Regions from separate parts of the Mus musculus genome. Here all the other regions are linked to region 1. A link is a contact called in public Hi-C and promoter capture Hi-C data. All regions are on one chromosome and are shown on one strand. The core of a region is the stretch at or near the end of the contact, and the rest is flanking DNA. Distances in the headings are between cores, read along the strand shown.

Region 1 (3,677 bases), core at 114-2,613:
AGATAATCACAGAATCAGTTCAAAGTTCTAGTGAGACGAGTATGTTCTGACACTGTTCTGTCAATTCAGCAACTAGCAGATTAACTCACCGCTCTGCTAGGTCCATGTGTCTTGCTATGGAAAGGATCCGTTCTTAGTAAATGAGGGCAATTTTCTGCCTCATTCCTTTTCCACGTGACTCACAGGATAGTCTTTTAAAATCTCTTCCTACACTTATTATATAATATGCAAATTGTCATTACAATGTAGTTTATTTTCCCCCACCCAAATCAAACATTTTGTTGACAAAAGTAAAAAGGGGGATTGGAGAGATGGCTCAGAGGTTAAGAGCACTGACTGCTCTTCCGAAGGTCCTGAGTTCAATTCCCAGCAACCACATGGTGGCTCACAACCATTTGCAATGAGATCTGATGCCCTCTTCTGAGGTGTCTGAAGACAGCTACAGTGTACTTACATATAATAAACAAATTTAAAAAAAAAAAAGGTAAAAAGAGAATAACCACCATCTTATTTCCATTCTTTTTGTTATGAGTTTCCTGGGGAGGCAGGATGACTAGTTTATGTCATTTTTCAGGCCCAAGGAATAAGATTTTTCAGTGCTGTCATACAATCAATAGAAAGTTCTTAAACTAACATAGGTATGTGGCCCCTCATGGTGTCTAGCTGCATAACACTGCAAGTTCCCAAAACAAAGGACGGTATGGAAAAAAAAAAAAAAAAAAAAAAAAAAGGACCCACCAAGGAAACTTAGTTATGAAAAGCTAATCTAAGACTCAATTTCAATTTCCTTAAGGCTAACTTGTAATCAGATATGACTCACAAAAATAGTCACTAGTTACCTGCCCGTCTTTGTGTCACAAAAATAAGTTCTTTAAATGTCCAATCAAGTACACAAAATACTTCTTTCGTACAACCCCTGACACTCCCACTTAAGCAATAGATTCATAGACACAAGCCTCGGCAACAGTTTTCTCTGTTCTCTAAGCTCTACCAACCCGGAGGACTAAGCTGGCAGGTGCTGGATCAAGTGCTGTAACCTAGGGGCGCTGCTTTCCCTTGCCAATAGGCAGTCACGGCTTGCGGCCAAGAGCTACCGGGCCCAAGCCTTCGCGCCCCGGCTCGATCCCCTTCGGCTAAGAGCATCGCACCAGGGGCTAAGAGATGCGGAGCAGCCCGAGCGGAAACCTCCACAATGACAGTCCCCAGAGCCCCGAGCCCTAGGGGCCGCAGCCCGGGCGGAGCCCAGCCCGCTCCCCGACGCAGCCCTCACTTGTTCGTTTGTTGGTATAGGGGCTCCATGACGCCGGCCTAGCCGGCCTGCGGCTTCCTCGGAACACGTCCTCACAACCCCACTTCCGGCTTCCGGTCTCAGGGCCCGCCCTGCTGAGTAGGGCGCCCGCGAGTGTGCCTGTCCCGTGGTGGTTGTGAGGTCGGAGACGGGGTTGCGCGGAAGGAAAGCGGGACGCGAGGGATGGGTGTGGCTCCGGGCCGGAGCTCGCGGAGAGCGGCGGGGGTGAGTTTTTTGCTAAAGTCCAGCTCCGGGATTGAATCAGGTAGCGGAGAGGACGGTCGCGAGGCACTGACGTCAGAGCCTCCCCCGAGAAGTCGCCGGCGACTCTCTACGTCGCTCTCCGCCCCGCGGTCGGGCTTGGCTTCTCCTTGGAGTGTGTAATTACAGGTCTGGGGAATCTCACTTCCTCACGACGCGTGCTTTTCCTGCCTCGAACTAGTCCGCCCACTAGTCTTCCCATCTCCGGCTCATTTTTAGTAAACCCACAGTGAGTGAGTGGTTAGCATATGACGTGGAACAACCAAAATTTCCCTGTTCTTCAAGAGGTTGGACTAGAGAAGGAACTACGATCTGTATACAAATAAACATTCCAAATAAGTACAAAGATAATGGTAGAACATCCAAATAAATACAAAGATAATGAGCTGGGCTGGTGTTGTGGTCAATAGGAAATTGTTTTTAAAGACATGAAGGGCGGGTGACATTTGGATTAGGACTTGGAAAGGTTCAAACACTTGTCTTCACCTAGGCCCATCTCATTTCCATCCATCTAGGTTCTTATCTACAGTTCCTCCCAAGGGAGGAGTTGTTCCTCTTCCTTTGGTGAGCTGAAGCTTGGATTTTCCTGTATCCTGCATCCCTCCCAGTTTTATGTCCCAAGAGACTGCCCGCCCATATTCATTCTTTCCCTAACATTACATTTCCCAGTTCCACTCCCATTTATTGAACATCTACTATGCACCATGCACAGATATGTAGGATAGGAACCCAGGTAAAACACATTCCTGGTGTTTCGCTGTCTATTGAGAAAGTCCTTATTTTAAAGCTGAATTAACAATCAACATTTAGGGTATGACTAAGGACCATTTGCCTGGAGAAGAGCAGTAGGGGTTCATGGATCAAGAAAGCATGGGGGGCCTTCAAGAACCGATAGAGGGTTTGTGGGAATGGTGCACTTTAGCTAAGGTTGAGTAGCGTGGGGGCGGGGCATAGATAAAAGGCTGTATCCTTAGTTTTTTAGTACTTTGCTGGTGAGGGATGCACAGGGAAGTATGTATATGTGTGCTTGTGTGTGTCTCAGTAGAATTGTCTCTGACTTGTGTGAGGTCCCAGGTCAAATCTTTGTGGGTCTTTGCTCTATAGGCATTTTGATTTTAAATTATATTACAGATTTATAAGAACAGGAAAAAAATAAGTAATAGGGGGAAAGTGCCAGTCTTCTCCTTTGTTTTCTGCTCAGCTGAGGTGCAGTGAGTAGCTGCCTCCATTCCCAGCACCATGAAGCTGCCTGCCACCATGACTTTGCTGCCAGGATGGATGGTATTCATTTTTATAATATTCCCTTTTTTTGTAATAAATACAGCAAAGATTCCTTATACTATCCACTGTGGGCCCAGTAACTATACCTGTTCTTGTCCTTTATTTTTGAATGTGCTATTTCTGACCACCATGAAAAACAAAAGAAAACAAAGCTGTTATTATTTATAATGCCACAGGTCTTCAGGGCCTGAATGCATCAGTCTCAGTAACTTTCCCTGCCTTTCCAATTCCTTGTGCCATTTGCTAGTGCTGACTGCGTTGGCACCCAGGATGCTGTGCACACTTCCCACTGCTGGGGATTACTGACCCAAACCATTACTGTGCTTTGCTAGTGAAGGTATTGCCTGTACTGTGTAACAGCATCCGCTGGTGGCTTCTCTCCTCACTGTGACTTGGGCCTGAAGAGAAGCTCCTTAGGAGAGAAAGAGTTTCTTTTGGCTCACAGTGTGAGAAGATACCACCCACCATGACAGCAAAGTCATGGTGGCAGGCCACTTCACGGTGCTGAGACTGTAGGCAACAATTCACTACATCACAGCAGACCAGACCACAGAAAGGAGAAGACTGGCATTCTATTGGCTTTCTCCTTTTCTGTCTTATTTAGTCAGGGATGGAACCCATGGGATAGTGACACCCAGTGAGTATTCTCCCTTTAGCCAGCCCTTTCTGGAAATACCCTAACAGATACACTCGAAGGTGTGTCCTCTGTGTTTCCTTTTTCTATGTGTCTATGTGTAGCTATGTGCTCTTGAGTGCAGATGGAACTCAGCTGGGTGCTGGAAACTGAACTCGGGTCCTCTAGGTGAGCAGCAAGTGATATTAACTGCTCAGATATCTCTCCAGCCCT
Region 2 (3,864 bases), core at 1,304-3,803, 1.4 Mb after region 1:
ACAAAGAATCAAAAAGTTTTTTAAAAGAAAAAAACAAAAACAAAAAAGGTTATTAAATCAGTTTATACAAAAGGCTGCTCATGCTCTGTAAAAGTTAAAAAGAAGCAATTAAGACATCAAGATCCTTCCCTGGAGCTCTTGTTCCACAGCAACGCCATTAAATGGCCCAGAATTGGCACCGCCTGCAACAAGGGGTTGGGAGGGTGATGGGGTTGGGGTGGCTGGGTCATGAAATGATTAACTACCCTGCCCTGGGCTAACATCCAAGTCGATCCCCTGGAGAGCCTTTAGCCTTTCCAAGCATTGAATATATCCGCTTAGTAGGAGAGTGCCCTTTATCGTCCACTAGGGGGCCCCTCGATTCCTCTGAAACACAGTTCTCAATGTATTCTGACCACCTTGCACCACGTCTTCCGAACTCCTTTCAAAAGATGTTAGATGCTTCAACTGCCGAAGGAAAATGAGTTGGTACAGGCCAGCAAAATACATTGTGTAAACTCATTTAGTGGGTTAGCGAGAGGGCACAGCGATTAAGAGCTGCTCTCGAAAGAGGACGTGAATTCAGTTCCCAGCACCTACATCAGGCAGCTCACAACTACCTGTAACTCCAGCTCCAGGAGATCTGATATTCCTCTGAACACACACACACACACAAATAATTTTTTAAAGAAAATGGAGAGGTGACTCAGCGGTTAAGAACACCATCTGCTTTTCCAGAGCACCAGGGGTCAAGTCTTAGCACCCACGTGGCAGCTCACAACTGTGTGTAACTCCTGTTCTAGGGGATCTGATACCTTCACACAGAAATGCATGAAGTTAAATTACCAATGGACATAAAATAGAAATAAATAAATTTAAAAAAGAAAACCAAGCACACACACCATTTTCAGTAAATGATACAATACACTGAAGTAAATAGATACACTGAAATACACTGATGTAAATAGACACAAAAAAGAAAATGGTCTAAAAACAAAAGCTCAAGTTTAGAATAGTTAAACATTTGGAAATGCATGTTGTAATTCCAGCACTGGCAAAGTTAGACGTGACAGGAGGGTCCAGAGTTTGAAGCCAGATAAGGGTACACAGTGACACACTCATCCATTTTCAGAAGCCATGCATTTGAAAGAGTAAGGAGGGGAATATGGGAGGGTTGAGGAGGAGTGATGTAATGTCATAATCTCAAAAATAAAAACCTAGCCAGGTGTGGAGGCAGCACACATCTTTGATCCCAGTACCCAGAAGCCAGAGGCAGGCAGATCTCTGAAGTTGAAACCTTCCTGGTCTACAAAGAGAGTTATGAGATAGTCAGAGCTATATAGAGGAATTCTATATTTAAAAAGAAAATAATAATTAAAACACACACGGGGGGGGGGAAGAAGGGAGGGAGGAGAGGAGAGAGAAAGAGAAGCAGCCATATATTTCAAATGGCTCACTTATTAAAAATAATGTTGGAACTTCAAGTAAAAGGACAATGAGCTTTCTGCACACACAAAAATTATATAATGGGATTGTTGAATGTGAACACTAACAGCTTTTAAAGAGCATGATATTAAAAAAAAAAAATACATATAGCTGGATGTGATGGTGAATGCCTTTAATCCCGGTACTTGAGAGGCAGAGACAGGCACATCTCTGAGTTTGAGGCCAGTTTAATCTGCATAGAGAGCTGGAGGCCAGCCAGAATTACATAGTCCTTCAAAATGTATCAAAATAATAACAAAAACAACAACAATAATAACAACAACAACAATAACTCTGGCTGGTAAAATGGCACAGCAAGTAAGCTGCCTGCCACCAAGCCTAAAGAAATTATAGAGCCTGGAGAGCCCTATAATTAAGGGCACTGGCTACTCTTCTAGGAGACCCATATTTTGATCCCTGGTACCCATATGTTGGTTCACAAGCATCTGTAACTCCAGTTCGAGGAGATCTGGTGCCCTCTTCTGGCCTCCATGAGCATTGCATGCACGTGGTGCACAACCATGCGTACACATAAAGGGGAAATTTATTTAAATAGAAAATATAAGGCTAAAAATGTGCAATTATAAATTATATACCAGTGACCTACTATTAGTTTTAAAATATTTATACATATATGTATAGTATATAAGTGTACAATGTATACATTTAAATAAATTGAATACATATTACAAGCTCTATGCATGAACGAATTACAATTTTTATTGTGCCAATTAAGCCTGGCTTTTCAAGGAGGTGTGGTCGGTTATGTCATTTAACACGGAAGCTTCATGCTCTCAAAACCCACGCGCTGCCTCCCCGCGGACTGTGGTCTGGTGACCACGTCTCATCACAGTCGGCTAGTCAAAGCTTTTCCTGGGGGGAATCTTGGGACCTGCACGGAACCGTACTCGAGGGAATAGCCTCCTACTTCCTCCCCGTGCTGCACGCCCTTGTGCATCTCCAGGGAGAAATGACTCCTTTCGGACTCGCCTCCGCTGAGCTTCCCAATCACTTGGAACCCGCCCCGCCCCGCCCCGCCCCGCCCCGCCCCGCCCCGCCCCGCCCTCCATCTTCCCTCCCAGTGACGCTACTTCCGGAAGGGGCGTGGCCCACAGGAAGTCCTCGCCTTCGGGAAGAGAAGGCGTTTCCGTCTCCGGTGTCATGGCGGCCTCCTTCCCTGAAGGCGTGCCGGAGACCGAGGACGGGAAGAGACCGCAGTTCGGGCACCGGTTCCTGAGCGACCCGGCGCGCGTCTTCCATCACAATGCCTGGTAACTGCCCTGCATCTCGCCCGGCTCTTCGCCAGCCCGGAGCACTTGGAGAAAAGCCCTGCCCGCTGGCCCTCCTCCCGCGGCGGTAGCTGAAGCGTTCGCCTCCCGAGGACCGACGTTCCCGGGTCCGGGACCGGTGGGCCTGAAGCTGCCCGTTTGGTTTTCACAGGGACAACGTGAAGTGGTCCGAGGAGCAGGCCGCGGCGGCGGAGAGGAAAGTGCAGGAGAACAGCTCCCCGCTGGTGTGCCCGGAGAAGCAAGGTGCGCTCCGTTGTGCCCGCAGTGTGGGACGCGCCTCCTCCAGACGGCAAGAAAAATGGGGGCACCGGGATCGTTTTATCACTGACCTGATGGAGAACTCCGGCCCAGAACGGGTCGGGGAGGGGACGGGTTAGGAGGCAAAGGGGCTGTCTTCTAACAAAGTCTTGAAGCCATTGGGGTTGGACTTTGTTGTTGTTGTTGTTGAACTCTCTAGTTCTACGAGTGTCGCGTTGATGTGGCTGGCCTGTGGCAACCGTAAAGTCGTTCAGTCATCTTAGGGTAGCTTCTACAGTTTACCTTCTGCTGGGACGTTTCCATCAGAGCTAGATTGATGTGGTCGGATCCTAACGTACTGTGGGAGGAGAGGATTAGATCATAACATCTTTTCTTGAGGTGTTGGGTTTGGAGATGTGGGACTTCTACCAAAGAAAGATGCGTGCAGCAGAGTGGAGAGACGAGTCTGCTCAAAGCGAAAGAGGTCATTTCCGAAGACAAGAATAATTCCTTTATAAAATACTAGAACTGGTTGTCCCTGTTTCTAGGAGGCGTTTGAAAGTAAACCTGGAACTTTAAGGTAATAGGCATCAGGGGGTTGGAGAGATGGCTCATCGGTTATGATAATAAGCACTGATAGTTTCTCTATAGTACCGAGGTCACTGGCCAGGCACGTACCTCCTAAGATGTAGGGGTGTAATCTCTTGGGAGGCAGAGACAAGAGGTTGAGTGGGGTCAAGAGCATCCTTGCTACGTAGAGTTCCACTCCTGCCTGGGCTGCATGAGAGCTTGTCTCAAAAATAAGTATATGTATATATTCCAGTTGCAAAGTAGGCACCCTGCCTGCATTGTTAGGTAGATAAGACTAGATAAA
Region 3 (3,864 bases), core at 23-2,522, 1.1 Mb before region 1:
CCATAGCGTTCTACACCTAAGACTATTTAACAGTGTTGATTTTAAACCAGTTGAAATTGCTTTGTCTATCAACCCAATCATCTCCAAGAATTCAAACCCTTCAAATTGCCTTCTGACACAGCTAGAGGTGCGTTGAGGAAGCTGAAAGGAATACAAAAACTCGAGTTCGGAGGCTCATCCCTTGACCTAAATTGCTGTTGCCAGGAGATGCGGTAGTAATGCAGTGATTTGCAACTGAGGATGTATTTTACCTAGAAATAACCAAAGGCTACTAAATCCCTTATTGTCTCCCAACTATGCCTGCAGTAACAATTTCAATATCTAAAAGCCTAATGATTCTAATTCGGCCTTTGTTGTTTGTTTTTTTGTTTTGTTTTGTTTTTGTTGTTTTTTTCTTTAATGCCTGCCACCCCACGGACATCTTTCCCAGATCAACATTTGCAAACGAAGAAAGAAAAAAAAAAAAAATCAAGGTTTAGGAACGAATTTACTCCCGCTTGGAAAGGCCATAATTATGCTTCTTTACAAATCTTGGTAGGTCTCGAAGTTAAGTTTACGCCAGTCCACAGACCTATACCTTACTGTCCCCAACCCAATTAACGGCCTGTAAACAACAGCAGTTATTTATGCCCAGAGAAAGCTCAATGGCTCGCCTCAACAAAAAAGGCGTCTTTGATAAGAAAGGGCGCCCTTTACCAGGGGGAAGACTAGGTTAGACAGTCGATAAAGGGCTTGTTTGTCACAATGGGAAAACGGAGAGGCGATCCCCAGGATGATCGGGGCGAGCAAAAGCCAAGGCTTCCATAGCCCCGGCCTGAAAACCGCTGGCCCAAGCCTTCCCCGCCCCAGCCCTCTCCCCCGGGGGCCGGGCCGGCCCTGCGCCTGCACAGGCCCCGAGACAAGCAAAGCGCAACCCCCACAAAGCGCCCGGCTGCGGAGCGGGAAGCCAGGAGCAAAATAGGAGGAAAGCCGAGCCGAAGAAGCGGCGTGAATAGGGATGAAGCCGGGGACGCGGCCTCATCTCAGCCCCGGAGGCCCCTGGAGAAATGAGAGGCAGGAAGGGGCGAGAGCCGGCTTGCAAGGTGGAGCGGAGAGCAGAAGGAAGGAGAGCCAGGAGGCCGGGAGGGAGGCGGCCCCGGGCTCGCGGCGAGCCCTCCGGGGGCGTGGGTGGTCCTCGGCGACGCCCGTGTTTACCTGAAAGTCTCGGTCCTCGTTGAAGCGGGAGAAGCGGTCCGCCATTTTGCCGCTCTCACTCCTCCTCAGGACGACGCTCTCCGGTTCGCTCCTCCCCTCCCGCTACGCCCGCCCCCTCTCTGTTTCCACGCCCCCTCCCACGCCCACCGGGCGCGCGCAGCAGGCGTGGGGAGGGGGGTGGAGGATGTGTGCTTGGCGAGGGATTGTTGGGGGGGTGTTGGGAAGAGGAGGGAACAGGAATTCGTTCCGACGGGAATCCCGAAGGCGCGCAGGCCTGGAGGCGGAACCTTCCTCTCACATCGCTCGGTTTCACGCCCGGCCCCGAGCGACCCCAGCGGGCCGCGCATGCGCACTCGCGCCGGCGCGCGTAAGCGCTTCCGGAGGGAAAGATCAGCAGGGCAGAGCATTTGGGGGCCTGGGAAGTATTCACTTGCTCCCTTAGCAGTGTTCAGAAGTCTTTCTTTCTTATGCTCTTGTTTACGGTCAAGCCCATCCCGTATTTGTAATAATATACAGTGTAATGCTATACAGTAGCATGAGATCTGACTTTACAGCTAGAGTACTTTTAATGTTTTTTTGTTTTGTTTTTGTTATTTTGTTGACAGGGTTTCCTGTAGCTCTCTATGTAGTAGAGGCTCGCCCCCCGATGTCCAAAGAGGGTATTTTTAAAATTAATACATAATAATGTTACTTAAGAGGTACCAAAAAAATCTCTCAAAGGGCTTCCATTCCAGGCAGGAAGTCAGATAACCAATAAATTAACCTAATAGTTGTAAATATAAACGAGTGTCTATTCCTGCTTGAGGCTGAGGGGAAATTAAGTCAAGCTTATCCTTGGCTACATAGGAAGTTCAAAGCTAGCCTGGGCTATAAGACATTGCTTCAAATAACAAAATCTAAGTGACACTGTGGGGGGGGGGGACTGTAATGAAAAGAATGACCTATCTTAAAGCTACATATAAATCAAGGCATAACAAAGGGATCACAACCTTGAAGAAGAGAGAAACTTAAACACATGGCTACCAAGAGCTTGACGTTTTTTTCTTACTATTTTCCCTCCCCCTCCCACTCCTCTCCCCCCTCCACACATATATATTCATGTTCAGAGTCATTGGATCCCCTGAAGCTAGAGTTACAGTTAAGAATCACCATGTATGTCAGTGCTAGAAACAAACCCAGGTGCTCTGCATGTGGAACAAGTGCTTTTAACTGCTTAGCCATCTTTCCAGCTCTTGTTTTCTTTAATGTTTTCACAGGGTGGGGGAGTGAGGGGGGGCTGTTTAATTTTACCTAGTGTAAGACTGCTTCGCCTACATGAATGAATGAATGTATGTATGTATGTATGTATGTATGTATGTATGTATGTATGTGTATCAGCTCTTAACAGCTGAGCCATCTCTCTAGCCCCTCTACCTGATTTTAAGACAAGGTCTCTCCTTAAACCTGGAGCTCTCCCTAGTCAGCTAGCAAGCCTCTGGAATTTGTACCTGGCACCAGGGAAGGTGAGGGTGTGGGCAGAGCTGAAAGTCCAAGGGACTGGTCACAAAGCAATCTAGAAAGCAGTTGGAGCCTAAATCATTTTTTTTTTCTCACTCAGGTAGCAGCTGGAGACTTTCTCTAGAAATGCTAACCAAACAAATCATGGGATTTTTGTTGTTGTTGTTTATTTATTTATTTATTCATTATATGTAAGTACACTGTAGCTGTCTTCAGACACTCCAGAAGAGGGAGTCAGATCTCATTATCGATGGTTGTGAGCCACCATGTGGTTCCTGGGATTTGAACTCTGGACCTTTGGAAGAGCAGTCAGGTGCTCTTACCCACTGAGCCATCTCACCAGCCCAAATCATGGGTTTTTAACATGCCGGCTCTAATCCAGAAGAAAGTATTTTGCCGAAATGAGAGGATCTGTCAAAAACCAACTGTCTTAGTCACTGTTTTTGTGCTGTGAAGAGACACCATGACAAAAGCAACTTTTAGAAATCATTTAATTGGGGGCTTACAGTTGCAGAGGTTTAGTCTATAATCATGGTGGGGAGTATGCTAGACTGCAGGTAGGCACTGGAGCAGTGTAAGAGAGCTAAGTCCTAACTCACAGCAGGAGAGTTGAGGGATGAGATTGGACCTGACATAGGCTTTTGAAACCTCAAAGCCACCTCCAGTGACACACTTCCTCTAACAAGACCACAGCTCCTAATCCTTCTATTCCTTTCAAGCAGCTTAGCTCCCTGGTAGCTAAGCATTCAAATATATGAGGCTCTGGAGACCATTCTTATTCAAACCACCTCACCGTTATTCTAGTCAGAGTCAGACTTCCCCTGCAAGCCCTCTGTGGGAAAGCTGGCTTACAGAAGCAAGGTCTTCCAAAGGGATGGAAGGAGTATTAGCCTAACATAAAATCACAGTTCTGACCAAAATACCCCACATACAAGCTTATCATTCTGGAAGCCCCATTCACAAAGAATATTTGAAGATTAAGACAGAAATCCTGGAAGATGGAAAGGAGGCTCGGCAGTTAAGAACGCTTTCTGTTCTTGCAGAGGACCCAGGTTTGGTTCCCAGCACTCACATAACCTGTAATTCTTCCCCCCCCCCCAGCCCCCCCCCCCCCCCCCCGAGACAGAGTTTCTCTATATAGCCCTGGCTGTCCTGGAACTCACTTTGTAGACC
Region 4 (3,918 bases), core at 1,135-3,634, 1.6 Mb after region 1:
AGCACAGGGAGGCAACCTCTCAGCTTTGGATGAGTTCTAGATCCTGAGTTGGGTTTGTTTTGAGACAGGCTTCACACTATAGCCCAGGTGGCCTGAAATTTGCTATATATATATAGTCCAGGATGGCCCCGAACGCTAGGCAGTCCTCCTGCCTCAGCTTCCCAAGTGCTGGAATTACAGCCATGTACCACCACGGTTGGCCTCACAGGACCTTTTTGCAATGGAGGACTGGGCCAGAAGTCACTGTGGAGTTGTCCAGTTTTGGCCCAGCTCTCTGCCCGAGATCTAAGCCAGATGGTAGTCATGGACAGGGACCTGGGTAGATGTGGCCAGTAGGCAGTACATAGTAAGCAGCCCTGACTAGGACAGACTTGAGGGCCTTGAACAAGACTCTGCTAGCACTCCATACCTCCCAGCTCCCCTCCTCCACCCCCCAGCAGACTCTTCTCAGCCTTGGCTATGGCCAAAAGTTTATTTCTCCCATCAAATGAAAGTCGCAGAACTACAAGTGTGTTAGTTTGTCTTTGCTTTCATGGCGGTTGGCACAAGATGATGTTTGGTGAGGGGACAGGGGAGGACTGATAGTGTGTGTGAACACACAGTGGGTCTTGTGTGAGCAACTGGCTGGAGCCATGTCACAGTTGTGTGATGTCCCAGTGTTGGCTTTTACTCTGCCAGCTGGGTAGTACCAAAACCTGCCCTGGCTGGTGGAAGAGGGATCCGATTGATTCTGTCCCAGAAGCATCCTGTATTTAGGCTGCTCAGATAGGGAAGTGCAGCTCATCCATAGCTGGCAGGTTCTCAAATCCCTCAAGGATGACAAGACTTGTAAGGAGGGAGGTGTCAGGAGAAGACAGCCCTAGCATAGCCAGCTGTGTACAGGACCTTAGGATCCCAAGACATGTCAAACCAAGAAGAGAGGCTCCATGGGGCCAGTGAAGCTGTGAACACTTTCCAGAAGCCAATCTGCAACCCTGCTCAAGTTAGCCTTAGGGTAAGGGGTTTTGTTCACTTGGCTGACAGTCAGGGCTGTGGCTAGCAGAACCTTTCCAGGGGCCTGCAGGTGCTCCTTTTGGGGACCTGCAATCAGTGGGCTATATTAAGCCAAGAATCTCAGTTGGCAGAGTTCAGAAGGGCTAAGGTGGAGCCTCCCTGGAGCAGAGCCTTTATTGCAGAGATACAGAAAGAGTACCTACAACAGGAGTCATGAAAAGTCATGTTTGTTATTTCAAAAAAAAAAAAAAAAAAAAAAAAAAAAGCCCCTCAGTGGCCAGTCCAGGAAACAATAAAACTTATATTACAGTTTTACAGTGTTTTGATCTCTTGTGATGGGAGAAGGTGAGTCTGCTTTGTGCTGTTGGACTCCAGAAATCTCAAGCCTGTTCTCAGCTGGAGCTCCCAAGCATCACTTTCAAGACTGGGAAATCAGAGGTTAGGTGTCGGCTGCTCTCCAAAATCCAGATTCTCAGCCCAGTGCTTTGCTCTGCCATCTGACCTGTTGCATAATGCTAAGTAACTGGATTGTCTTCATGAAATTTCCGTTTTGTTCTTTGCTACCGGCCAGCAGCCCAGCTGGTGGGAATGATGTAGGTCTTCTGGGACATCCAGTGGACCGCTTTTGTCCCAGGTCTCTGGATACAGCGGCCCCTATCAACTCAAGTGTTACATTCTTTGTGCCAGGGACACTGACACAGGAGTCACACATGCTGAAACAAGATGATCAAGAATTGTTTGCGCTGCTCACAAGCAACAGGAGCTCTACCTTCCCCTCCCCCAACCTCCGCACGGGTGGCGCGGAGTTCTGAGCTCCTCCTCTTCCCCATCAGAAATAGGGGAGGGGGGTCTTAGGAAAGGAAATAGCTGATGCTCAGCGCCTAAAACCTGGCAGAAGAGGCTGGATGGAGGGGATGCTGGGGGCCCAAGACTGGCCACCTGAGTCAGTCGCGCATCCCATCCTTCGGCTGGCCAGGCCTCGCAGCAGCCCAGGCTTCGCCACGCGGTGAAGTTCTGCGGAAAGTTTTGCAGTTGCTTCGCCTCTCGCGCCAGCAGGAGAAGCTGTGACGCAGCGTCTGGGGCTCCAGGCCCGGTCTGAAAAGAGAGGGTAGACAAGGCGGGAAGGAATTAAGAAGCAGAATAGGGGAAGATAAAGAGCGCACACTGGGATCCTTGTGGACCTCGCTGATCCTCTTCTCCAGCCTTCGCCTCCTCTCCCTCCCGACACGCACTCCCTTGCGGCCGGGTCCCCAGCCCTGCGCCCCCGCGCCTCCTCCGTCCCCTCCCACGCTGCCCGCTTCCCTTCCCCTCTGCCCCTCAAACCCTCCTCCAGGGTTCTGCGCTCCTCCCTCCGCCCTCCCTCTGCGGGGCCTGCCTCCTCCCTCCTCCTCTCCGGGAGGCATCACTTCGTCCGGACCCGGAGGAGGATGCGATCCCCTCGCCGGCGGTCATCTGAGCACAGCGCTAGGGCTGTCTCTGCACGCAGCCCTGCCGTGCGCCCTCCGTACTCTCGTCCTCCGAGCGCCGCAGGGATGGTACCCATCCGACCTGCCCTCGCGCCCTGGCCTCGTCACCTGCTGCGCTGCGTCTTGCTTCTCGGGGGACTGCGTCTCGGCCACCCGGCGGACTCCGCCGCCGCCCTCCTGGGTAAGGCGCTGCCAACTTGGCCAACTTCGGGAGTCGGGCCTCTTGACTTTTCCCTCCTTTTTTTCTCCCATCTTTTCTGAAGAAGTGCGTGCGTGCGTGTGTGTGTGTGTGTGTGTGTGCGCGCGCACGCGTGTGTGTGCGTGTGTGTGTGTGTGTGTGTGTGTGTGTGTGTGTGTGTGTGTGTGACTGGATTTTTTAAATTCGTCTCCACTTTTCTGGGAGCAAGGGAGGAGATGGGAGGAGGAGCGCGCCTGGAGGTGGGGGAGGACCTGAGTGGAACCAGATGTGGCAGGCGGCGGGGGAGGGGAGCCAAGGCACCGCGGCCTGGGAGGGAGAGGGAGGGCTGGTGTCCGGGCCACCCGGACCCCCGGCGCTCGCCCCGCGCTGGTCTGGGTACCTTGATATACAACCAGAGAGCCAGAGGCGCATTGTTTCTTACTCTGTACGTGAGGGGTCAGTCTGTTCAGCGTCTGGCAATGGGGTCTTTATGTTTTCTTACTTGGTCTTTAAGGACAGCTTGTGGCAGAGGACTTATGCACCGTTCGATCGTAACCCTGTGGAACAGTTTTGTGCCAGGAGAACCGAATGCGCGTGCGTGCGTGTGTGTGTGTGTGTGTGTGTGTGTGTGTGTGTGTGTGTGTGTTCGTTTCTCACTTTGTGTGTTCAATTCTGATCAAATTGGCACTTCTCCAGAGTGGACAGTCTTTGGTGCAAAAGAGTTTCTAAAGATACAAACCACAACCCACAGAAGACCAACCACACAAGCCCCCCAAACTGCACCCTTCTCTTTTCTGTATGTTTTTTTTTGTTGTTGTGTTGTTGTTGTTGTTGTCGTCGTCGTCGTCGTTATTTTAGAACTATCTGAAATGTGAGGTCAGACAGGTCCCTCGACAAGAACCTGAACACTCATAAACATTGATAGGGTAGATCTTGGGGGGCAGAGGCACTCAGAATTTTAAAAAATGTGCTGGGTGTTGCCTCCACATCCCCTTTTTATGTTTAATTGGGGGCTGGGTCAGCGGAAAGGGATGGGACAGCAGCTGCAGCTTTGTGCTAGGACTAGAGGGCCCCCTGAAGAGTCTGAGGCCTTTGCGGTGGCCTGGTGTGCTGTGGGCATTTGCTGAGGGGAAAGGTAGGGTCAGGGTGACCCACAGTTACATAGGAGCCTCCTCTGCCCTTCCCTCCCACCTGGATCTGAAGCCTGCATACACAGGAAGCAAGCCGGAGCCCCTTGTAGCTTGGTAGCATCAGCGTGCCCCTCACCTCCCGGGGTTCTTG
Region 5 (3,764 bases), core at 174-2,673, 1.5 Mb after region 1:
ACTTGAGGAGCCACAGTGCACTCCTTTTGTTCATCATTTTCATGCTTGAGACTGACTGCATTCTGGGGGCTCCTCCTTGCCCCCTTTCCCTACCCTTTGCTCCTGACTTGCTCTTCCCCTCTTCCCTTCAAAACGTTCATCTTTCCAAGCAGCCTGGGATCTGGAAGATGACTCCCAATTTGAGTTTTTCTACTTGAGTTCTGAAGGATGGAGAATGTACAAAAAGGAATTATCATCCTTTGCCCATTTGGCAGGTCTCTGTCCAGTCAATATGTGGAAAAATTAATAATAACAGAATTCTACTTTGGAGTACTTGCCAACGCCTGGAAAAGTTCAAGCCGGCTGTGTAAAAGCTTGAATGTTTCTCTTGTGATTCCCTTGTAGTCCTTCAGACACGTTCAGACATCTGGTCAAGGAAGCATCAGAAGAAAACAAAAAGCTGAGTCGTTACTTTGAAGTCCGTGTCTTGGCTCGTGAAACTAGGTGAAGAAAGTGACTTTTTCCCCCTTTGGCGCTGGGGTCAGAGGTGGAACCCTTTCCCATGCAGGAAAGCCCTCCTGTCGCAGGCGCTCACCCTCTCAGCAGACACTCTGAAGAGCAGGCCCCCAGCACCCCAGGAGGGCCATCTTGTCACCGGAGGTTAAGATGGAACCTCCCCCTAGGTGCTTTGAGAGAGTTCCCCGGGGGGCGGGTAGCGACCTCCGCTCTGGAGGGGGGCATGCTGGTGAGGGCTCGGCTGTGATCCCAGGACACCTTTGTCCCTGGAGACGCCAGGCCAGTCAGGTACGTGGAAGGCGAGAGCCGCCGGCCGGCTTTCCGTGCCTGTGGCGTGGCGTGGCGTGGCGTGGGGTCTGGGGACGTGGACCATGGCTGCGGGGGATGGCCGGCTGGCGGACATCGGGTGGGCACCGCGAACTCAGTGACACCCCTTGCCCCGCTCCCGGGCTCTCTCCTCGGATCCATCGCTGGGCAGAGCAACCTCTTTCCTCACCCCAAAAAATGTGTGTAGATGAGAGGCAGGGCGAGCGCGGCAGTCCCGCCGGGTCGCCGCTCCGACGCTGCTCCGCGGCCTGAGGCGCAGCCCAACCGTCGGCCTCCGACTCTGTCTCCACAAAGGCGGGCTCCCGAGGCTCCGGCCCCGGCCGCTTACCCGGCGCCCCCGAGCCGACCAACCACCCCTCACGTCGCAGGCGGGGCCGCAAGCGCCGCCAGCCGCCCGCCCTCAGCAGCCCTGTCAGGCGCGGCCTGTTCCGCCGGTGCGGGGTCCCCTGGTTAACCCCTGCCCGCCAGCGCGGCCGCTGATTGGAGGAGGCGGAGCTCCGGGGGCAGCAGCGACCCTCCCCCCAACACCTTTCCCGTCCCCTCCCCCACGGCCGGCACTACCTCCCCCCCACCCCAGGAACACCCCCCCCCCGTGCCTCCCAGCCGTGCAAATCTCGCGAGGAAACACGCGGTTTCACTAGTGTGTTTACACCGATCACTACTAATCCGGACCGAACCGATCCGGATTAAGGGGCCGGAGGCGGGTCCTGGGCACTAGCGGTTCCGACCCCCCCCCCATCCCGCCCTCCGCGCCGCACCCGAGTGGCCCCCAGCCGAGCGGGCCCCCACTTCTCGGCCCGACCCAGACCCTTCTGCGCCTCCCTTGGCCTTTGTCCGGCGCCAGGAGGCCGGCCCCGCGCCCCCCGGCGGCCGCCCGGGCCCGGGCCCGCGTCAGCCGCCTGGCTCCGTACGCGAGCTCGGGGATCTGCGGCCTCCGTGGCCCCCCTCCCCCGCCCGCCCTGTCGTGGAGCCCGGCGCCGCCGGCGGCTGCCCGGGCGGGGGGTTGCGGCGCTCAGGAGAGGCCCCGGCTCCGCCCCGGGCCTGCCCAGGGGGAGAGCGGAGCGGTCAGCAGCCGGGTCGGGTCGGGGCCCCTCCCGAGAGGAGAGTGGAGCGGCAGCGGCGGCAGGTGAGAAGCTCAGCCCCTGGACGTGGAAGGGCGCCGGGGCCTGGGGTATTAACCGTCCCGGGGGCCCCACTCCAGGGCCCGAGGAGGCTGCGACCCGGGCCGGCGTCGTGCCGCAGCTCCTGGGCGCCGAGGCGGGAGGTGCTCCCCGAGGGCTGCGGGGTCGCCGAGGGGCCGGGCCGAAGATGGACCAGGCCCAGGCCTGGGAGTGTGGCGGTCGGCCTGCCGGGAGAGGCGACTCCGGGGAGCTGGAGGCCTCGGCAGCCTACGGGGCGCCCCCGAGAGCTGTCCCTCGCTCCGTCCGTGACAGGTGGGCCCGGAGTTGGGGAAAGTTTGGAGCCGGCGAGGGGCGCCGGGACCAGGCCCCATCGGTCCTGCTTCCCGGCTTGGGGCCATTGGGAGGATCCCGGTCCAAAGCCCCTCTGGAAAGAGATGGGGTGGGTATTTTCTGATCATGAGTTGACATTAAATGGGGTAACTGCTAGGGCCTCATTTTCTGGGCCAGGCCTGGGGATGGAGGGTTGGGAAATGTTTCCAGAGACCTTGGGATTGGGGAGAGACTGCATTGTAACCTCTGCCTTTCCGACCTCGATTATTAGGGCAGGACAAGTAGTGAGCAAGGCCACCTACCTACTTAGGGAAAACTCGGTTTTCTTCTCAGTCTTTTTTTTTTTTTTTTAAGATGCCTTTCTACCATTCTAACAGTTTCCTAATTCCTTACTTGTGTGTGTGAGTGAAACTTGAATTCGTCACCTTTTCATTCCCCTTTGCTCCAGGCATTCAGTCCAGGAAGGGAAATGAAAGTTAGGACGGGTGTAGGGGATGTTACTGGAAATTATGGAGCTGTTAGATTGCAGAGAAGGTTTGATTCCTTTTTCAGTGAACTTTAATACAAATTTCTGCCAATCACTCCAGGAGTGCCTCCAGTAACTCTGGAATACTAGAATGTTTGAAGGGTTCCTATGTTATGATGCATGCTCTTTTTCTATTCTCAATATTGAAGAACTTTTTAATGGATGATGCAAGAGTACTTTCTCCCATCGGATGGACAAACTTGCTCATAGCATCTACATTAATTGGTCAGGAAAAGAGTTTAAAAATGGTGCCCTCCTGCTCCTCCCTGTTTGGGAGGAGTGCAAGCAGGTACCCAGAGTGGAGAGGAAACTACTGTTCCATGGAGTGGTCAGAAAAAGATTTTGTAAAGGAATTGTTACAGTTACATCAATTTCCTGAGTGAATGTAGGTTGATGGTTTATGTTGGGTTCTACATTACATTTACCATGAAAGAATTCCATTTTTCACTAGCTACTGTGAGCTATTCAGAGAAAGGAGCTATATACAGTAGGGCTTCTTGACGTTATTTGCAGCTTCTGATTCACTCTGGATTCACTTGAAATTATTAAATGACTCATATTTTTAGCTTAACTAGTTCTTATGTGTTTGGGAAAGAAATCTCTAGAAGTACTTAGATTGAAAGGTATCTGACAGGAGTTTTCTATTTGTAAGTTTGCCCTTGTTCTACCCTTCTGCTTAACTTTTACAGAGTTTATATGAAGAGTTTCTTTCTTTTTTTTTTTAAAGATTTATTTATTTATTATATGTAAGTACACTGTAGCTGTCTTCAGACACTCCAGAAGAGGGAGTGTCAGATCTTGTTACAGATGGTTGTGAACCACCATGTGGTTGCTGGGATTTGAACTCTGGACCTTCGGAAGAGCAGTCGGGTGCTCTTACCCACTGAGCCATCTCACCAGCCCCTTTATTTCTTTTTATTTACTTTTTTTTGTAATTTTTTTTTTTAAATTTATGTAGCCCTAGG
Region 6 (4,096 bases), core at 980-3,479, 2.0 Mb before region 1:
CTGCCTCTTCCTATTATTTTTAAAAAAGATTTATTATCTTTATTTTAGGTGTATGAGTCTTTTGCCTGCATGATGTCTGTGCACCATGTGAATGCAATGCCTATGGAGTCCAGAAAGGGTGTCAGATCTCCTGGAACTGAAGTTACAGTTGTGAGCTGTCATGTGGGTGCTGAAAATTGAACCCAGGTCCTCTGGAAGAGCAGTCAGCACCCCCAAATCACTGAGGCATCTCTTCAGCTCTTCCTTATCTGCTTTTTACATAGTTTGGGGGGGGGGTTTGAACCCAGTGCTCCCTGCATGCTAACCAAGCACTCTACCAAACAAGCTACAACCCCAGTACTCAAAAGAAGATAAAATGTAACACACTGTCCTGTAAGCCTCCCCCAGTTCGTGTGGCCGCGGGTGGCTACAGTGTCCTGTTCATGTTTACTCTTGAGACATACACACAGCAATTCTCAAACAATTCTGAAAGTTGTTACCATGACTACATGTTATGATTCTATAGCGTTTTTGTGTGGTTGTTAATAGGGTCTTTCTTGCTAGGTAGCTCAGGCTGGCCTCAAACTCACCATGTAGTTACTAAGGCTGACTTTCTGTCTCCTGAGAAGTGCTGGGATTTACCAGGCATGATTTACACCTGGGATATTAGTCTTTTCATTTAGCTTTAGCTGTCCCAGAACTCACTATGTTGACCAGGTTAGCCTAGGACTCACAGAGATCTGCCTGCCTCTAGCTCCCAAGTACTGGGATTAAAATCGAGTGCAGCCATGTCCAATTTAGAGTCTTTTCTGATAGAGCTTTAAAAAACAGCTCCCAATCTCTTTGTCCTTTCTTCTTGTTAAGTGTTAAAAGTGCAGCTGGATAGAAATATGAAGTTTTAGTAGCAAGGAGATGTAGAGAAAGAAGGGTCAAGTGGAATTAACTCCTGAAACCTAACTCCATACTGGCAGATAAGCAAGCAGCATCAAGGGCAGACTTTCTCATTCTGTTCACGGAGAAAGGAAGGAAGGAAGGAAGGAAGGAAGGAAGGAAGGAAGGAAGGAAGGAAGGAGTGAGTCCTGGAGAAATGGCTCATGGTTCTGAGCACTGGTCACTCTTCCAGAGGATCTGGGTTCAATTTCCAGCACTCACACCGAAGCTCACAACTATCTGTTACTCCAGTTCCAGGGGATCTGACATCCTTACACAGACATGAATGCAGGCAAAACCATGTATAGGAAATAAAAACAAGTAAGTTATAAGGAAGGGAAGGGCATCAGGAACTCAGATGGCAATGTACTAAATCCTTGGGAACCTGGAAACACGGAACTACTGTGATAGTCCTTTGCCTGCAATTTTGAGAGAGGTTCTCACTGTGTAACTTTGGCTGACTTCAGTCTCAGAGAACAGCTTGTTTCTGCCCTCCGAGTGCTTCAATTAAAGGAGAGCACCAGCCTGCCCAGCTTCCCTGCAACTCGTTATCACTGAAGTGTTCCCAATAATTCAAAGACACAGTAGTGCAACAGAGTCAGCCAACAGTAGCAGAGGGGGCTCATTTTCTGTCTTTTGACTGATGGGAGGGCTACTCACCTTAGAGGAAGTATTTTCTTGTTTTTTACACAGAATACTAAGACATGGGAAACCCTTCATCTTCATTGCAAGGTTCTGCCAAAGGGAAAAGTAAAAGTTGGGACACCTGAATTTATGACCTCAGGTTCACAACACAGCTGACATTTAGAGAAGCAGATTTTAAGAGGACTGAGGGTTTTGGCAACAGGAATGCTTGAGATAAGCTTTGCTGGACCACTCGCAGTTTGGGGGGGTTATAACAGCAACTAATATTTTCAGTGTGCCTACTGTGGCTCAGCCACTTTGCATATCTATTTCATTTAGACCGTATTATCCGAGTTTACAGATAAGCAGCCAGAATCTAGCGTCTGCTGGTGTAAGGTCACTTGAGATCACTTGCCATGAGGTCAGGAACTGAGCTGATCAAGGACAAGCCAACTTGCTTTTCCGAGGCGCTGTTCAGTCGCGCAGGCCACGGTCGCCCTCTGCTGACGGATCACAGAGGCGCGCTGAGATTGATCCTTAAAAAAACCTAAAGGCGGGTGGAGTCTTCCCCCCCGCTAGAGGCCGCCACTGAACGAACAGCGTAACTCAGTGCGTCTGGCCCGTCTGTGGGAACTTCCTGCCAGATCTCGCTGATCCTTACAAAGACGGTTAACTTTACTTGACGTCCCTGTAAACAAAAGAGACGAGCGCCGACCCGGAAGTGGAAGCTGTGGCTTCGCGTTCTGGCCGGCCGGAAGGAGACCAAAGGGAAGTTGTAGCCATGGCTGTAGCCGTGGCCGCCGCCGGGGTCCTAATGGGCTCGGAGCCCGGCCCGGCGGAAGAACTCGCTAAACTTGAGTACCTGTCTTTGGTGTCGAAGGTTTGCACGGAGCTGGACAATCACTTGGGCATCAACGACAAGGATCTGGGTGAGCTGGAGGAAGGTCCCGATGGCTTTTGATTTTGGGGGTGAGGGAGGCAGGAGAGAAGCGGTTGATGGTGTGTGTGTGTGTGTCTGTCTGTCTGTGTCTGTGTGTGTGTCATCGTGACTTGGGCTCCGGGAACCTGTGGCGGTGGCCTCTGCTTGAGAACCATCCGGTCCGAGCTATTAGAAACCATTTCTGTGAGCTGCCGGTGAAGGCTGGGGCAGCAATTTCTGCTCGATTGTTGTTTTTCAGTTCTGGGGGGCGAAATAGCTTTAACAATAGCAGCAGCAGCAGCCCCCGCGAAGATGATGGTTGTAATTACGGCCAGTAATTTTTAGAAGCTCACAAGATATTATGGGTAGCTCTTCATCTACATTATCTTGTTTGGTCTTCGCACAGTCAGGCAGTAGTCAGCATCTACTTCGAGCTTGTGCTTTGAGCCGTGCTCTTAAATTAGTTACATCTTCTTATCTCTCACATACTAGTCATTAGATGTTTAAGGGCAAACTGTGACTAGGGGACCCAGAGAGAAAATAAGAAAGGCTCGGGGCCCAGATCGTAATTATATGCATAGCCGGAGCCCTTGTGAAAATGAGAGGCCGAGTATGTGAATTAGAAGCATGAGGGGAACACTTCCGTTTGATAGGTACAGGGTTGGGTGGTGTTGGGCTTTTTCAGAATGTCCTCAAAAGTAAATGACAGCCAGGCAGGCGCCTAGGATCTCAGGCTTGGGATGTGAGGGCAGAATGATTAGTAATTCCAAAGTCACACGTAGATAATCTGAGGGTAGCTTGGGCATGGTATGTATCAGGGTATGACCCGTCACAAAAAACGACGACAAAGCCGGGCAGTGGTGGCGCACGCCTTTAATCCCAGCACTTGAGAGGCAGAGGCAGGCGGATTCCTGAGTTCTTTTATAATTTAATTATTATCTGAGTCCATTTATAATTCCTTTTTTTTTTTTTAACAGCTGAATTTGTCATCAGTCTTGCTGAGAAAAATACTACCTTTGATACTTTTAAGGCTTCTCTGGTCAAAAATGGTGCAGAATTCACAGTATGTATATCTGAAGATTCTTTGTTTCCTTTTTGTTTCTTTGGTGTTGCTACTGAATTTAAATTTTGATCGCACTAAAGGATTTTTAAGTAGGAAGGAGCGATTTGTGCATATCAAGTAAATAAGCCATCAAATGTGTAAAGTTGCGTTGCTGGCCAGGGAGCCAGATTCCTTCCCCACTGTCCTAGGAGAATGCCGCAGGACTTCCGGCAGTAAGTCTGAGGATGCTGACATTCTTTTGTTGTTGTTGTTGGTTTGTTTGTTTTTAATTTTTTATTAGATATTTTCTTCACTTACATTTTTTAAAGATTTATTTATCTTATTTATGTGAGTACACTGTAGCTGTCTTCAGACACTCACCATAAGAGGGCATCAGATCCCATTACAGATGGTTATGAGCCACCATGTGTTGTTGCTGGGAATTGAACTCGGGACCTCTGGAAGGGCATTTGGTGCTCTTAACCCCTGAGCCATCTCTCCAGCCCCTGATGTTGACATTCTTGTTCTGTGAATCAGGACGTCAGGGACAAGCCGGGCAGTTGTGGCCCACACCTTTAATCCCAGCACTTGGGAGGCAGAGG
Region 7 (3,935 bases), core at 985-3,484, 1.4 Mb before region 1:
CGCGCGGGCATGGAAGCGGGCACGCGCCTCAGTCTCCTCCTCCCGCTTTTCCCCGGCCGGTTCCCCCCGCCTCCGCAACCCGGCGGGGACCCGGACGCCGCGCAGCCGCCGCCAGCCCGGGAGCGCAGCGGCCGGACCGCCCCCGGGGACTAGATCTGGATTCCCGCTGCTACCCCCCTCCCGACCTCCCAACGCGGTCCCCGCCTGTCCGGGCAGGCGAGCAGTCGGAGAAGCGGCCTAGCTTGTCCCCCGTCCCCGAACCACCCGGGGCCGGAGACGCCGCCGCCACCACCCAGCCACCCCAACACGCACGGAAGAAACCCGGCGCAGAGGCGCGACCGCGGCGGGAACGGCCGCCTCCTCCCCGAGCCTGCGGCCCAGCCCTGCCGGCGCCCCCGCCCCGGCCTCCGGGGAGCCGAGCCAAGCAGAGGGCGGGAGGACGGCGGCCGCGAGGCGGGGGCGCTTCGCTCACCGGCCCCGCCGCCCCCTCCGGCGGCCGGCGAGAACTGCGCCTGTCGGCCGGAGAAACGCGGGCTCCTCCACCCGGGGCCTCACTTGGGCCTCGCTTCCTGCCCTTCCTACCCCCGGCTCACGGCGCCCTTCCCCGTTCCCTGATCATCTTGTCTACAGTTCTCCCGGTATCGCCACTCGGCGTCTACCGCAGCCGCGGCTCGCTCCCTAGCCCCGGCCCCGGCGCACGTCCTCCGCCGCCTCGGTTACCCGGCGCAGCGCGGCCTCTGAGCTCCCCGCTCCGGCGGCTCCCTTCTCGGCTCTGAGCGCGGCGCCCTCCCCCGCTCGGCCGGGCACAGCCGCAACTCCCTCCCGCGGCGGCAGCGGCTCCTCCTCCGGGCGCGGCGGCGGCGCTGGGGCGGCGGCTGCTGCTGCTGCTGTGGCGGCGGCGGCTGTGGCTGCTGCCTGCTGCTCCTCGCGGCGAAAAGCACAAAGCACAGCGCCCTCCGCCTGCAGGCAGCCCGCCCGCCCGCCCGCCGGCCCCGGCCTCAGCTCGCACACCCCCCGCCGCCGCAGCAGCCTCCGCCGCCGGAGCGGGGAGGAGGGAGAAGGGAGGAGGAGGAGCGGGAGGGGGGGCGGGAGAAGCGGGGCAGCGAGCGCGTCCTTCCCCGTAGAGCGCACACCGACCCCCGGGGAGCGAGCGCCAGCCCGCCCGCCTCGCCGGCTCCGCTCCCTCCCACAGCCTGCCCGGGCGGGCTCCGCGGGGGGCAGCTGGGAGGAGGGGCGGGCGCTGGGGGGACCCGGGCGGCCGAGGCGGAGGCAAGGAAGGAGGGGAGGGGGGTGGTGGTAGTGGCGGCGGCGGCTGCTGCTGTTGCTGCCGCCGGGGAAGGGGGGGGCCGGGACAGGGAAGACACGCAGCCGCCCGGATGGCGGCGGGGCTGCGAGCCGAGGCGGGCGAGCAAGCGGGCGGCTAAAGCGACCTCGCCAGCCCCGCGGGGGAACTAGCAGGCTTGGCCGGCGCGGGAGGAAGGGAGGGCCGAGGTGCGGCGGTGGAGAGGGTGGCCGGCGAGCCTCGCGGGTGCCGGCAACCCTGCTCTGGAGCTCTCTTCCAGGCTCTCCCAGCTTAAGCTCGGTTTCCCGGCCTAGTCCTCATCTGCTCCTCTCTCCCGCCTCCGGGAGCGGGCTAGCGACCACCCTGGTCCCCGGAGCGTGGCTACCGGCTTGGGACTCACGCTCCCGGATCGCGGTGCGAGGTTTCGGCGCCTACCTCTCGGTTCCCTTATGCTCCGCAGAACACCCGTGAAACTTAAAATATATATTCTTAGTCCCCTAAACAACAAAAACCTCTCCCGTCCCTCCTCACACCCGGGAATCGGCCAGGAGCTGCCGACCCCAGCGGAAGAGTCACTCTGGGAGCCGGTTCAATCCAGCCCGGCATGGCTATCCAGGCCTTCCCGGGCGCGTGGAGGACGGAGATTGGCGCCGCCAGAGAGCAACCCCTTTCCCCCGAAATCCGCGGCACCGAGGCTTACTTACCGAGCAAGTGGGTGCTAGTGAGGGCCGGGGGCGCCAGGCAGCACGGCAAGCGGAAGAGCCGAGCCGCAGCTCCGCAGCTGCCGGCGCCCGGGCAGCGAGTCTCCAGACAAAGCCCGAGATGGCGAAGCGGAGCGACGGCTAATGGCGAGCCCCACGCGCCGCGCTCCGCCCGCCCCGCTCCGCCCGCCCGCCCGCCCGCCTCGGCGCAGCGCAGCGCAGCGCCGCTCCGAGCGCTCGCCCGTCAGAGCCGCCTTGGCGCCGCCGCCTCCCGGGCCGCCCCGGCCTCGCCTGGCCCCTCCGCCTCCTCCGGGCGGCTCAGCCTCACCCCTTCCCTCCCACCGCTCGGGGGCTGCACGAAATTTTAAAAAAAGGAATAGTAAAAAAAAAAAAAAAAAATGTTTTTTGCTTTTTTTTTTTTTTCCAAGGCAGATGTTTTTCGACATTTAGCTCTTTTTTGGCTCCCAGCTCCCACTCACCTGCGGGGCCTCCGGCAGGGCTGGGGGCGGGGGTGCGCGGGGCTGGAGCCGCCGAGCGCGGGTTGAAAGCTAGCCAAGCTCTGCAGCGCCCGACCCGGGCGTGTACGCCGCCGCCAGTCCCCGCAGAGAAATCGTCCTCCTACCCCCGCCTCCATCGCTCTGCGTTTCTCTTCCAATCAGCCGGTCGCTTGGCGGCTCCTCCAGTCTCCGGCCAAGCCAGCTGCCTAGAGCGAGCTCCACTCCATCTGCTTGCCCGACTCCTCGCTCTCCTGTCGGGGCGGGCAAGGCAGCTTGAGGCCGGAGGGGGATCTGTGAGGGATCCTGCCTGCTCCCTCTCCCATTGCTCCATCCTTGCTGTCTCCTGCCTCCTCCTCTCCTGCGTTTTTCCAACTCTCCCCTGTCGCCACTGGTGTGTGTCTGTGTGCGCAGGTTTTCTCTCTCTCTCTTTTTTTTTTTTTTTTTATTGCTTTGCTTTTGCAACCCTGAAGCTAAAGCGGGATGGGGGCGAAGGGGAATGTTACAAAAAAGAAAAAGGGAAAAAAAAAAGCCTCCTAGGTTTGCAACGTATGAAAATACCCGGGAAGTACCCCGCCTCGTTTGGGTCTCGGTGCCCGGCGAGGGCCTTCCGGATTTCAGAGCCAGTCTTGGGTTGTTCTCGATGTCCCCCATCTTCACCGGCCGTATGATCCGAGGAGTTAAGAACAAAAAGTTCACCCCTGTGTCGTAGTAGGGTGTCAGTGGGAGTTGGGGAGGTTTTTCAAGAAGCAGCGGAACGGCCATCCCTTTACCCTGGGCTTCAGTAACTAGGCCGCGACCGGGGTAGGGGTTTAGAGCAAAATCCCAGCGCGTTTGTGCGAAAGAGCTGGAAGGGGGAAGTCGGAACCGGGAACGGAGCTTCGTGCGTCTCCCCCTCGGTCTCTGCTTCCAGTTGCCTGCAAGCTCCCCCTTTAATTTTTTTTTTTTCTCCTCCTTTCCTTTAATCTAATTTCTTCCAACTCCACCTTTGTTGTTACCGGCGTCACGCCTGGATCAGCCAATCCCCTTCTCGCAATCAGCTTGTCAAAAAGGCTTGGCCAGCCCTGAGAAAGCAGGCCGCGGGCGCTGTCCCCCCACCCCGGCGACGACGGGGAGCCCACAAGAGAGCTCCGCACCCCGGTTTAAGGCAGGATTTGAGCAGCCCGGCAACCACAGATCTAACCTCCCGTATTCCACCATCCAGCAAGTCTGGGGAGAAAAGGCCTGGGCGTGTGCCGCTTTTTAACCTCCCACTGCCATCGGTTCTAGTGGTCTTTACCTCCCCTGCTAGTGGGCTGAAGGGATATCAGGATTAGTTGTAGGGAGGCAGAAGGCAATGTGAAGGACGCTGGTTTCCACCAGGTCGGCCCACGCTTGGTTTGTGTCATCACTCCCCGGGACACGCCATGGCTCCTGGCTCCTCGGGCTGCCACAATAACACTGCTGTTGCTCACATCT

What was found. Promoter capture Hi-C pulls out the DNA fragments that hold promoters and counts their contacts. Hi-C and Micro-C count contacts between places; a contact is called where the count stands out from the background.
Region 2: a promoter capture Hi-C map of liver shows a contact between it and region 1, with 5 times the contacts expected there. The contact joins the promoter of Mettl2 here to the promoter of Gosr2 in region 1. A contact is called at or near these places in 8 of 39 promoter capture datasets (the 3T3-L1 cell line, 3T3-L1-derived adipocytes, the C10 cell line and 4 more), 1 of 484 Hi-C or Micro-C datasets (B cells), 1 of 115 datasets of contacts at active chromatin or transcription factors (large pre-B cells) and 1 of 9 other capture datasets (adipose tissue).
Region 3: a contact with region 1 is called in a Hi-C map of B cells, with 8 read pairs. The contact joins the promoter of Gpatch8 here to the promoter of Gosr2 in region 1. A contact is called at or near these places in 2 of 39 promoter capture datasets (the C10 cell line and pre-B cells), 2 of 484 Hi-C or Micro-C datasets (B cells and CD4 T cells), 1 of 115 datasets of contacts at active chromatin or transcription factors (double positive thymocytes) and 1 of 9 other capture datasets (liver).
Region 4: a promoter capture Hi-C map of embryonic stem cells shows a contact between it and region 1, with 2.6 times the contacts expected there. The contact joins the promoter of Mrc2 here to the promoter of Gosr2 in region 1. A contact is called at or near these places in 2 of 39 promoter capture datasets (embryonic stem cells and liver).
Region 5: a Hi-C map of CD8 T cells shows a contact between it and region 1, with 7 times the contacts expected there. The contact joins the promoter of Tlk2 here to the promoter of Gosr2 in region 1. A contact is called at or near these places in 2 of 39 promoter capture datasets (liver and pre-B cells), 1 of 484 Hi-C or Micro-C datasets (CD8 T cells) and 1 of 9 other capture datasets (adipose tissue).
Region 6: a contact with region 1 is called in a promoter capture Hi-C map of pre-B cells, with 4 times the contacts expected there. The contact joins the promoter of Dhx8 here to the promoter of Gosr2 in region 1. A contact is called at or near these places in 1 of 39 promoter capture datasets (pre-B cells) and 1 of 115 datasets of contacts at active chromatin or transcription factors (thymic regulatory T cells).
Region 7: a Hi-C map of CD8 T cells shows a contact between it and region 1, with 7 times the contacts expected there. The contact joins the promoter of Ubtf here to the promoter of Gosr2 in region 1. A contact is called at or near these places in 1 of 39 promoter capture datasets (pre-B cells) and 1 of 484 Hi-C or Micro-C datasets (CD8 T cells).

Annotation. Positions count from the first base shown.
Region 1 is chr11:103,696,360-103,700,036 of GRCm38.p6, forward strand. Gosr2 (golgi SNAP receptor complex member 2) reads right to left here and starts at 1,364. Exons shown (of 6, transcript NM_019650.4): 1 at 1,271-1,364. The coding sequence starts at 1,299. C130046K22Rik (RIKEN cDNA C130046K22 gene) reads left to right here and starts at 1,365. Exons shown (of 3, transcript NR_102389.1): 1 at 1,365-1,513.
Region 2 is chr11:105,123,872-105,127,735 of GRCm38.p6, forward strand. It overlaps Mettl2 (methyltransferase like 2), which reads left to right and starts at 2,554. Exons shown (of 9, transcript NM_172567.3): 1 at 2,554-2,735; 2 at 2,905-2,996. The coding sequence starts at 2,626.
Region 3 is chr11:102,554,886-102,558,749 of GRCm38.p6, forward strand. It overlaps Gpatch8 (G patch domain containing 8), which reads right to left and starts at 1,273. Exons shown (of 8, transcript NM_001159492.1): 1 at 1,195-1,273. The coding sequence starts at 1,239.
Region 4 is chr11:105,290,262-105,294,179 of GRCm38.p6, forward strand. Mrc2 (mannose receptor, C type 2) reads left to right here and starts at 2,385. Exons shown (of 30, transcript NM_008626.3): 1 at 2,385-2,640. The coding sequence starts at 2,526.
Region 5 is chr11:105,180,104-105,183,867 of GRCm38.p6, forward strand. It overlaps Tlk2 (tousled-like kinase 2 (Arabidopsis)), which reads left to right and starts at 1,424. Exons shown (of 22, transcript NM_001112705.2): 1 at 1,424-1,948. 1700052K11Rik (RIKEN cDNA 1700052K11 gene) reads right to left here and starts at 1,330. Exons shown (of 1, transcript NR_027956.1): 1 at 1-1,330.
Region 6 is chr11:101,730,727-101,734,822 of GRCm38.p6, forward strand. It overlaps Dhx8 (DEAH (Asp-Glu-Ala-His) box polypeptide 8), which reads left to right and starts at 2,230. Exons shown (of 23, transcript NM_144831.2): 1 at 2,230-2,462; 2 at 3,430-3,515. The coding sequence starts at 2,315.
Region 7 is chr11:102,316,862-102,320,796 of GRCm38.p6, forward strand. Ubtf (upstream binding transcription factor, RNA polymerase I) reads right to left here and starts at 2,235. Exons shown (of 21, transcript NM_011551.7): 1 at 1,987-2,235.